Regions from separate parts of the Sus scrofa genome. Here region 1 is linked to region 2. Evidence: chromatin contacts called from public Hi-C data. All regions are on one chromosome and are shown on one strand. Each heading gives the region's core, a stretch centred on a gene start, on an enhancer-like site or on the middle of the called end of the contact. The rest is flanking DNA. Distances are from core to core; before and after follow the strand shown.

Evidence for each region. Hi-C and Micro-C count contacts between places; a contact is called where the count stands out from the background.
Region 1: a contact with region 2 is called in a Hi-C map of retroperitoneal adipose tissue, with 1.9 times the contacts expected there. The contact joins two enhancer-like sites. A contact is called at or near these places in 1 of 5 promoter capture datasets (liver), 18 of 47 Hi-C or Micro-C datasets (alveolar macrophages, embryonic fibroblasts, fetal liver and 9 more) and 1 of 2 datasets of contacts at active chromatin or transcription factors (alveolar macrophages).

What each region holds. Positions count from the first base shown.
Region 1 is chr3:72,875,463-72,879,694 of Sscrofa11.1, reverse strand. All of the region lies in intron 3 of AAK1 (AP2-associated protein kinase 1), which reads right to left. Among named protein-coding and RNA genes, the nearest start is that of TRNAE-UUC, 72 kb to the right of the region's middle. Within about 2 kb of position 1,709, at least 11 of the 83 cell types and tissues checked have an H3K27ac peak or open chromatin away from gene starts, as enhancers often do. A contact at or near this core is called in retroperitoneal adipose tissue and subcutaneous adipose tissue, where this site is marked.
Region 2 is chr3:72,726,427-72,730,731 of Sscrofa11.1, reverse strand. No RefSeq gene overlaps it. Among named protein-coding and RNA genes, the nearest start is that of AAK1, 65 kb to the left of the region's middle. Within about 2 kb of position 1,716, at least 6 of the 83 cell types and tissues checked have an H3K27ac peak or open chromatin away from gene starts, as enhancers often do. A contact at or near this core is called in retroperitoneal adipose tissue and subcutaneous adipose tissue, where this site is marked.

The DNA of each region.
Region 1 (4,232 bases), core at 460-2,959, 150 kb before region 2:
GGCTGCCACCTCATACTATACATTCATATCAAGTTAACTGGCCACTAAAATACTTGAGTCTTGTTCTATTCCTGCTGCTTTTAATCTCTACCTTCCCAGAACTGTGCTCGTAAAGTTGATTACAATAAAATAAAAATCCAAGTACATGACCTTAACTTGCTATTTCATCTCATTAGAATCAGTCCATTGCTCCAATCTGTAAGAATCATTTGGGATCCTGACTCTATCACCTTGTGCAGTTGTTCCAACTTTATCTGAGGCACATAATTGATAAATGTGTCTTCTACCCCTTTAACCAAATCATTTGCCAAATGTAAAAGAACACAGTTAACGGCAGGCTGCAGTGCTTTTAGTCTTAGAAAGTTCTCTAAAAATTAACAGCAAATCATGGATCAGAAGCCATTATATATAGCAGCAATGACACCGAACATCCAGCCTGGATTTCCCATCCTGCTCACAGACCTCTGGTGCCCTCACCCAAAGACGCAGTCCACAGACACTTGGATCTACGGTGCTGCCCTGAGCTCTCTAGTTGGAAACCTTCCCAAAGGAGGACATAACGTTGACAGGACCTGCTTGTTCCTGCTCAATCTGAAGGCTCTATGGATCCCTGCTTACTCATCTAAGCAAGAAAACAGCTTAAAATTGAATTTTAAAAAGTAAGTAACATATTAACACTCAAAAAGCAAAACATAGTAGACAAGTATTTTCAACTCCAGTTCTCATTCCTTCTCTCCCTTCTTCCCTTCTTCCTTCCCTCTTTCTCTCTCATCTTTCCAGGGTTTCTTCAGGCAAATTCAAACAATATGTAATATATACAACAATATGTAATATATATATTACAACAATCAATAATATGTAATATATATATTACACTCTCACAAACTCAGAGAGGTAGGGCTTGGGTTTTGGCCTCTATCTGACCAAAGTCTGAGTCAAGTGGGGGTTAAAAACATCACATAGGACTTTTGATTAAAAATAGCAACAAACTGTTTAAAATATTACGTTGAATACATGCGTTTATCTCTGCTTCCTTCTTAAGCCTTACTAAATGATGTAAAGTGTTTGTTTCCTAAAAAGCATAAACAGAAGACTTCTGCTTTTAGTGAGGTGGAGTAGATGTATTTCCCCTATTCTTCCTGCTAAATACTTTGTACATTATACATAAAACAAACATAAGAACAAGAGTCTGAAATGTGAATAAAAGAAAGCAGACTGATTAGGAACTTTGGGACCCAAGGAACAACATGGTGGTGAGTTGCCTGGGTTTTCTTTTTGCCTAACATATTTTCCAGACTAAAAACTGAAGAAGTCAGCAAACTGAAAACTCCAATGGACGCAGACAAAAAAAGCCCAGTGAAAGCCGGCTCTCCCCAGCCAGACCCGGAAAAGGGATAACCTAGTAAGAGAGAAACTCATAGAGGCTTACTGCTCTACTCCAGCCAAAAACCACTGAAAAAAAGCTGCAGCCCTGCTACAGCCATGCCAGCAAAGGCCACGTGGAGAGCCTGGACTTCCATCCTCGTGAGTCTGCAACAAATCAGTGTTGGAGAGGGCTGAGTTGGGAGTCAGGCCTTTTGTCTCTGCAGGTGTGGGTAATAAGGAGGTAGTCTTCCTTCTTCCCACTAGATGCTGTGAGAGGCCAAAAGGAGAGTCAAGACTTTCACAGTCACCAAGTGGTAATAAGGCCAACACCCACCACCACAGGGTCAGTCACAGCCATAGGAGGGCAGTAACAAGGCACTCCTACCTTCCAGCCAAGTAAGGATCAGGGGAAGCCTAATGGGAACTGGAACTTTCACCCCAATCTAGTAGTAATGAGAAACATTCTCTGGGGTGAAAACAGAGGCCCCACAGGAACCCTGAACTTCTATCCTCATCTCAGTACTACCAAGAAGGCACAACCCAGACCCCATTAATCCCTGGCCAGAGCAGAAACTAGTTAAAACAGATCCAGAATCTCATAACACAAGATGAAAATGTCAATAATCGTTTGTCATACCAAGAACTAGGAAGATCTCAAACTATATGGACAAAAGAAGACAACAGATGCCAATATAAAGATGATAGAGATGATAGAATTACCCAGCTATGATTTTATAGCAGACATGACAAAAATGCTTAAGTCAGCAATTACAGAAATCCTTAAATGAGCAGATAGCCTCAGCAAAGAAACAGGAAGTGTCATCAAAAACCCAGAAAAATCTAAAGAAGAACCAAATGGAAATTTTAGAACTGAAAAATACAATAACCAAAGCAAAAAGCACAATGTTTGGGCTCATCAGCAGAATGAAAAGGGACAGAGGAGGGAATCAGTGAACTGAGAGCTAAAACAACAGAATAACCCAATCTGAACCAAAGACAGCAAATAGACTGAAAGAAAAAAATAATAAAATAAATGTGCTAAAGTCTATTCTGATATAAATAAATGATTAAATAAATAAATGAGAGAGTAGTACAATAAGGTTAGAAAAGGAAAAAAAAGGGAAACACATCAGAAAGGAAACAATAAAATACCTCTACTTGCAGAAAATACTCAGGAATTTAGAAAAAAATTCCAGAACTAGTACAAAGGTTCAGCAAGGTTAAAGGATACAAAATCAACACAGAAAGACCAATTGATTTTCTATATCCTTGCAATAAAAATATGGACATCAAAAAATTTATTTATTTATTTATTTATTTTTTGCTTTTTAGGGCCACACCTGGGGCATATGGAAGTTTCTAGGCTAGAAGTCGAATCAGTGCTACAGCTGCCGGCCTATACCACAGCCATAGCAATGCAGAATATGAGCTGCATCTGCGACCCACACCACAGCTCATGGCCACGCTGGATCTCTGAGCAAGGCCAAGGGTCAAACCTGTGTCCTCATGGATACTAGTCAGATTTGTTTCCACTTCACCGCAACAGGAACTCCTGGACATCAAAATTAATCATCCAATACCACTTATAAACACTCAAAACAAAACCAAAAACTTAGGTATAAATCTAAGAACATATACAAGGCCCATATGTTGAAAACAACAAAATGCTGATGAAAGAAATCAAAGAGGTATAAATAAACGGAGATGCCATGTTCATTCATTAGAAGACTAAACACAAAAAAGATGTCTCTTCTCCTCAAACTGATATACAACTTTAAAGAAACTCCTACCAAAATTCTAGCAAGACATTCTACAGATATAGATAAGATTATTCTAATATTTATATGAAAAGACAAAAGAACTATAATAGTTAAAACCAATTTTGGGAAAAAAAGAAGTAGGGGGAATCAGTCTGATTTCCAGCTACAGTGATCAAGGCTGTGTGGTGTTGGCAGAGGGACAGACACATAGGTTAAAGGAAGAGAATGGAGAACAGAGAAAGGTCTGGAAGTGAACCCTCACAATTATGCCCAGTTGATTTTTGATAAAAATATTCAATGGAGGAATGACAGCTTTTTAACAAAAGTACATTCAGAAGCAACAAAATGAACTTCAACATGCCTCACACTAGATAAAGTTAATTCGAAATGGATCATAGAATTAAATGCAAAATATAAAACATACAGAAAAAAAATAGGAGAAAACTTTCAGAATTGAGAGCTAGGCAAAGAGGTCTTAGAAATGACACCAAAACTACAATCCACAAAAGGAAAAACTGGTAAACCGGACTTTATCAAAATTCAAAACAAACCAAAACAAACCAAGAAGGTCTTAGGAATTAAAAAAGCTTATTATATACAAAAAAATTCAACAGGGAGTTCCCATTGTGGCTCAGTGGTTAACCAATCCAACTAGGAACCATGAGGTTGCAGGTTAGATCCCTGGCCTTGCTCAGTGGGTTAAGGATTTGGTGTTGCCATGAGCTGTGGTGTAGGTCCCAGAGGCGGCTCAGATCTGGCATTGCTGTGGTTGTGGCATAGGCCGGCCACTACAGCTCCAATTCGACCCCTAGCCTGGGAATCTCCATATGCTGTGGCAGTGGCCCAAGAAATGGCAAAAAGACAAAAATAAAATGAAATAAAAAATTCAACAGGATGGTTGAATATAAAGCTGAGAAAATCTGTTGGAATATAGAGGGAAAAGACTAAGAAACTAAAAATAAAAGGAAGAAAACAAAAAATTAGAAAATCGGAACAACCAAATACTGATACAGCAATTTCAGACAGAGGAAGACAGAAAAGGAAATCATCAAATGAAACAAACTAAAACCACACACACACACACACACACACACACACACACACACA
Region 2 (4,305 bases), core at 467-2,966:
GAGCTGTTAGATGGGGCTCCAGCACATCAACACCCCCATAACATGATTATGTGGGCCTCAGCTACCTGATGTTAACAGGCCCCAGATCTCCTCCTCTGTCCTTCCATTGCTTATACTTTTTGGTGGGAGGGTGGGGTGAGAGGGTGGTGGTGGCGGGGGGGGGGGGGGGGGGGGGGGGAGGAGAGACAGTACCTGTGGCATGTGGAAGTCCCAGGGGCAAAGATAAAACCCGGACCATAGCAGCGACCCAAGCCACAGCAGCATTGGGAATTAAGATAACTCTGGCTGGGATCGTCAGTGTCGGAAAGTGAGATGCGTGGACGGGGAGATCTTGACAAGACTCTACTTCTGCTGAAGGGCGTGGGTACTCCAAAAAGCTTGTGCTGAACAAAGGACCCTCCCCTATTTATCCCTAACACAGGTGATGTACCTGTCCCCCTCCCATTGGTCAGGTCAGGGCGCACATTCTTCCCGGTTGGCTAATTGAAACAAATTGTTGCTAGGAAAAGAGGTAAAGAGGAAGGGGTTTCAGCCAAAACCAGGGCAAAATGGAGTAAGCAAGATTTCCTTTGATAGAAAAGACATTATGTTACTTTCCACAATAGTAAGGCCCGGTCCTTAACCACTGATCCACTAGGGAACTCTATTTCCACTTCTTGTTGGCATCACCTGTCTCCCTCAGGCACCTAAGTCTTGAAGGAGTTTGGGGCTTGGAGAAGTTTAGCTTTTCTCTCTCTCTTAATCCTCTTTCTCTCTCTCTTTCTCAATAACACACACACACACACAAATGAGAAAAGAAAATATGTTTTGGCAGCTTCAGCTTTCTACCCAACAACACAGATTCACCTGATGAAGGGATACGAAGGCCAGGCCACCTGCCTTGAATGGAAGAATTCCAGTACAGCAAGAGCAAAACCCAATTCATAGAAACTTCACTCTCCGCTGCTCTGTCCTCCCCAAGAGAAGGGACAGGGACAGTCCGCAGTCTGCATCTCTGTCCCAAATGTGTTCCCAGTGCTGGGTAACATCTCTCCAAGCTTTGTGAGATTCTAGCCTGGATTCTGAGAACATTTCTGACCTCCCTCTTTTGGAGGCATTTCTCCTGCCAGGTCAATAGCACCGCAAGCCCTGGCTGTCTCCCATCTGTGGAGGCTGGGCCCTGGGCTGGGGGTCGGGGAAGATCCATGAGAGCATCATGATTGGCAGCCTCATCCAGATCCCATGGAATGGGGGACTGACTTTCTCCAAAGGATGACATGAGGACCAAAAGCATCCATCCACCACAGGACTTCAACTATAAATGAGCTGACAAAATACCAACATCTACTCCCGACAATCAAAGCAAGGGAAACACCGAGAAGATGGAGCAGTGAAGGAAAGTAACTAAGACCTCAAAGCACTAGACCCTTCTTCAGGGCCAGCATCAGGGTATAAATCCAGTTCAACCTGCTTGCTGTGCACAGGGTGTCCACCACTGGGCCCCTGCCACCCCTGTGGATACAGGTTTTACCATACATACATCAGCACTTAATTTCTTGGGACCGGGGCAGGGTTGGAAGGCTGGCTGGGCTCCCACTGAACTTCCTGTGTGGTCCCCTCAGTTCCTAAGCCTGGGAGGAGAGTGCTTATGTTGGGACAGGTCCGGGACTGGGACCTAATTTGTGGTGAGATGCCCTGGAAGGCAACCATGGTTCAGCCTGAGCCCAGCCAATAGCCAGGCACCCACATCCAGGGGTGCTCGAGTCAGCTGGTAGGATGCTGGGCCTGCTCCAGTCTGGGTTCAGAACCACAGCAGTTTCTCCTTGGATTTCTCAGTGCTTGTTCACAGTGCCCCCTGTTGACCATTCTGGTCAACCTTGTGTCTGGATCCCTGGTCAGTTATGTTCATGCAACCTAATCCAGGGCCCTTTAAGGTGACACAGTGAAGTCAAATAATGCAAGTGAAGATGCTTTGGAGATCTGAAAAAGGAAGACTATAAATGCAATGGAGCATTATTATAGAACCAGGATTGAGGAGGACAGAACTAAATGCGTCCCTTATCCTCAAGGCTTGCCTTATCATGCATACCTTTGCAATAGCATATTATTTGTAGAAATTAATTGTAATGGACTGAATTATTCTGCCCCCCAAATTCATATGTTGAAGTGCTAACCTCCAGTACTTCAGAATGTGACTGTCTCTGGAGACTGTATTTGGAGATAGGACCTTAAAAGCGGTAGTGAAGCTAAAATGAGGTCATTAGGATTGGCTTTAATTCAATATGGCTAGTATCCTTAGAAGAAGAATTTAGGACATAGACATGAACAGAGAGAAAAGCAAGTGAAGACGTAGAAGACAGCCATCTACAAGCCAAAGAGAAAGGCCTCAGGCGAAACCAATCTTGCCAATGTCTTGATCTTAGACTTCTAACCTCCAGAGCTGTAAGAAAAATTTCTGTGGCTCAAGTCACCCCATCTGTGGTTGTTGGGTGGTACCCTGAAGTCCTGCAAACCCTGTAACTGCCCAGCCTCAAGATTGAAGAAGGAGCAGGAGTCAGTGACCTAGACATCAGTGGTTTAATGGATGAGGGAGCTTACATGTCTGAAGCAAGGTCCTGGAACAACACCCCACCATGTGTGGCAGATGGTGGGCAGGACGTAGCAGCAGTCTTCGCCTGTAAGGAAAAAGGAAAATTATGAATTACAGGTGGAATTGACATCAGGTTGGCCCATCTGTTACCAGGGAAACCAGCAGAGGGACACATCCCTCATCACCCCCATGATAAACTATCCTAGAGGAGATAGTTCTGATCTAAAGATTAGAGCAATCACTAGCTGGGGCCAGGGCCAAGTACACAGGCTTTTACTGATTAGGATCTATGATTAAGAGAGAAGATCAATGCTGTGAGTAGGGTGTAGGTGAAGCAGGGACTGGACAGCAGGGGATGTACAGAGAGCATGAGCATAGCCATCTTGGGTGACCTGACCGTACGGGGTACTTAAGGTTGTTAAGGCAACTCTATCAAATGGAATGTCAGTCTATGACATATTTGAGCCCTGCTATTACAACTAAGTTTTACTGTACCTAAAACAAGGGAAGGCCCTGCCTCAAGGAGTTCATGATCTAGAAGGAGGAGGTAGGAAAATACAGATCATTAATTATTATGGGTGTTATTAATAATGGTACCTCCTTTATGCCAGATACCTTGCCTATGTTGTTTTTAATCCTCACAACAATCCGAAAATATTGCACCGATGAAAAAGTAAAGACATAGAGAGGCTTAAAACTTTCTCAAGGTCATTGGATTATTATCAAGCCAAGAATTGAATCTATGTTCATCTGACTCAAAAGTCTGTTTTGTTCCCCACTAATCCGAGTTCCTCTGCACAGAGAGCAGTGGGAACATGAACGGAACAAGACGGACGGCTGAGAAGATGATGGCAGTAGACATTGATGGTCTACTTTCTTTTCCTGATAGTAGCACCTTCTCTTTTATTGGAGAATGGCTCCCCAACAAAGGAAGTACCCAGTCTTATCCTCCAGGTCCAGAGGGATGGTCCAAGGCCTGGTCAATCATAACCTTATTCCACAAGTCAATGACTGGGCACATATCTACAGCCACGCTATTCTTAGTCTTTCCCAAAATTTGTATAAGCTGAAACCAGGAGACATCCCCTGGTATGTCTAAACAGTATGAAACCTGGAGCTCCCTGTGCAAGAGCTCCCAAGCAAGAGAAAATGAGATCAACTCATAAAGAAGTAAAAAAACGTGTGTGTGTGTGTATGTGTGTATAGACAGACACAGAGAGAGAGCTAACAGTATCATTCAAGTGTCTGGATCCAGCCATTCCTGAGGCTGATTCCAACTAGCCCTCACTTACATGAATTAAGATATCCTCTTTTTGGGAGTTCCCATCCTGATGCAGTGGAAACAAATCCGACTAGGAACAATGAGGTTGCAAGTTTGATCCCTGGCTCGTTCAGTGGGTTAAGGATCTGGCATTGCTGTGAGCTGTGGTGTAGGTCGCAGGTGCAACTCGGATCTGGTGGTGCTGTGGCTCTGGTATAGGCTGGCAGCAGCAGCTCCGATTAGGCCCCTCGCCTGGGAACCTCCATATGCTGCAGGTTTGGCCCTAAGGAGACAAAAGACCAAAAAAAAAAAAAAAAAGTATCCTCTTTTTAACTGAAGCTAGTTTATGGTGTGTTTCTGTCCCTTAAAATCAAGTCCTGAGAAATATAATATTGGTAAAAAGAAAATAAAATCATCTTAGGTGAGACAAACCAAGAAAGAAGGGACTCCCCCAGAAAGACAAGAGGAGGAGAGA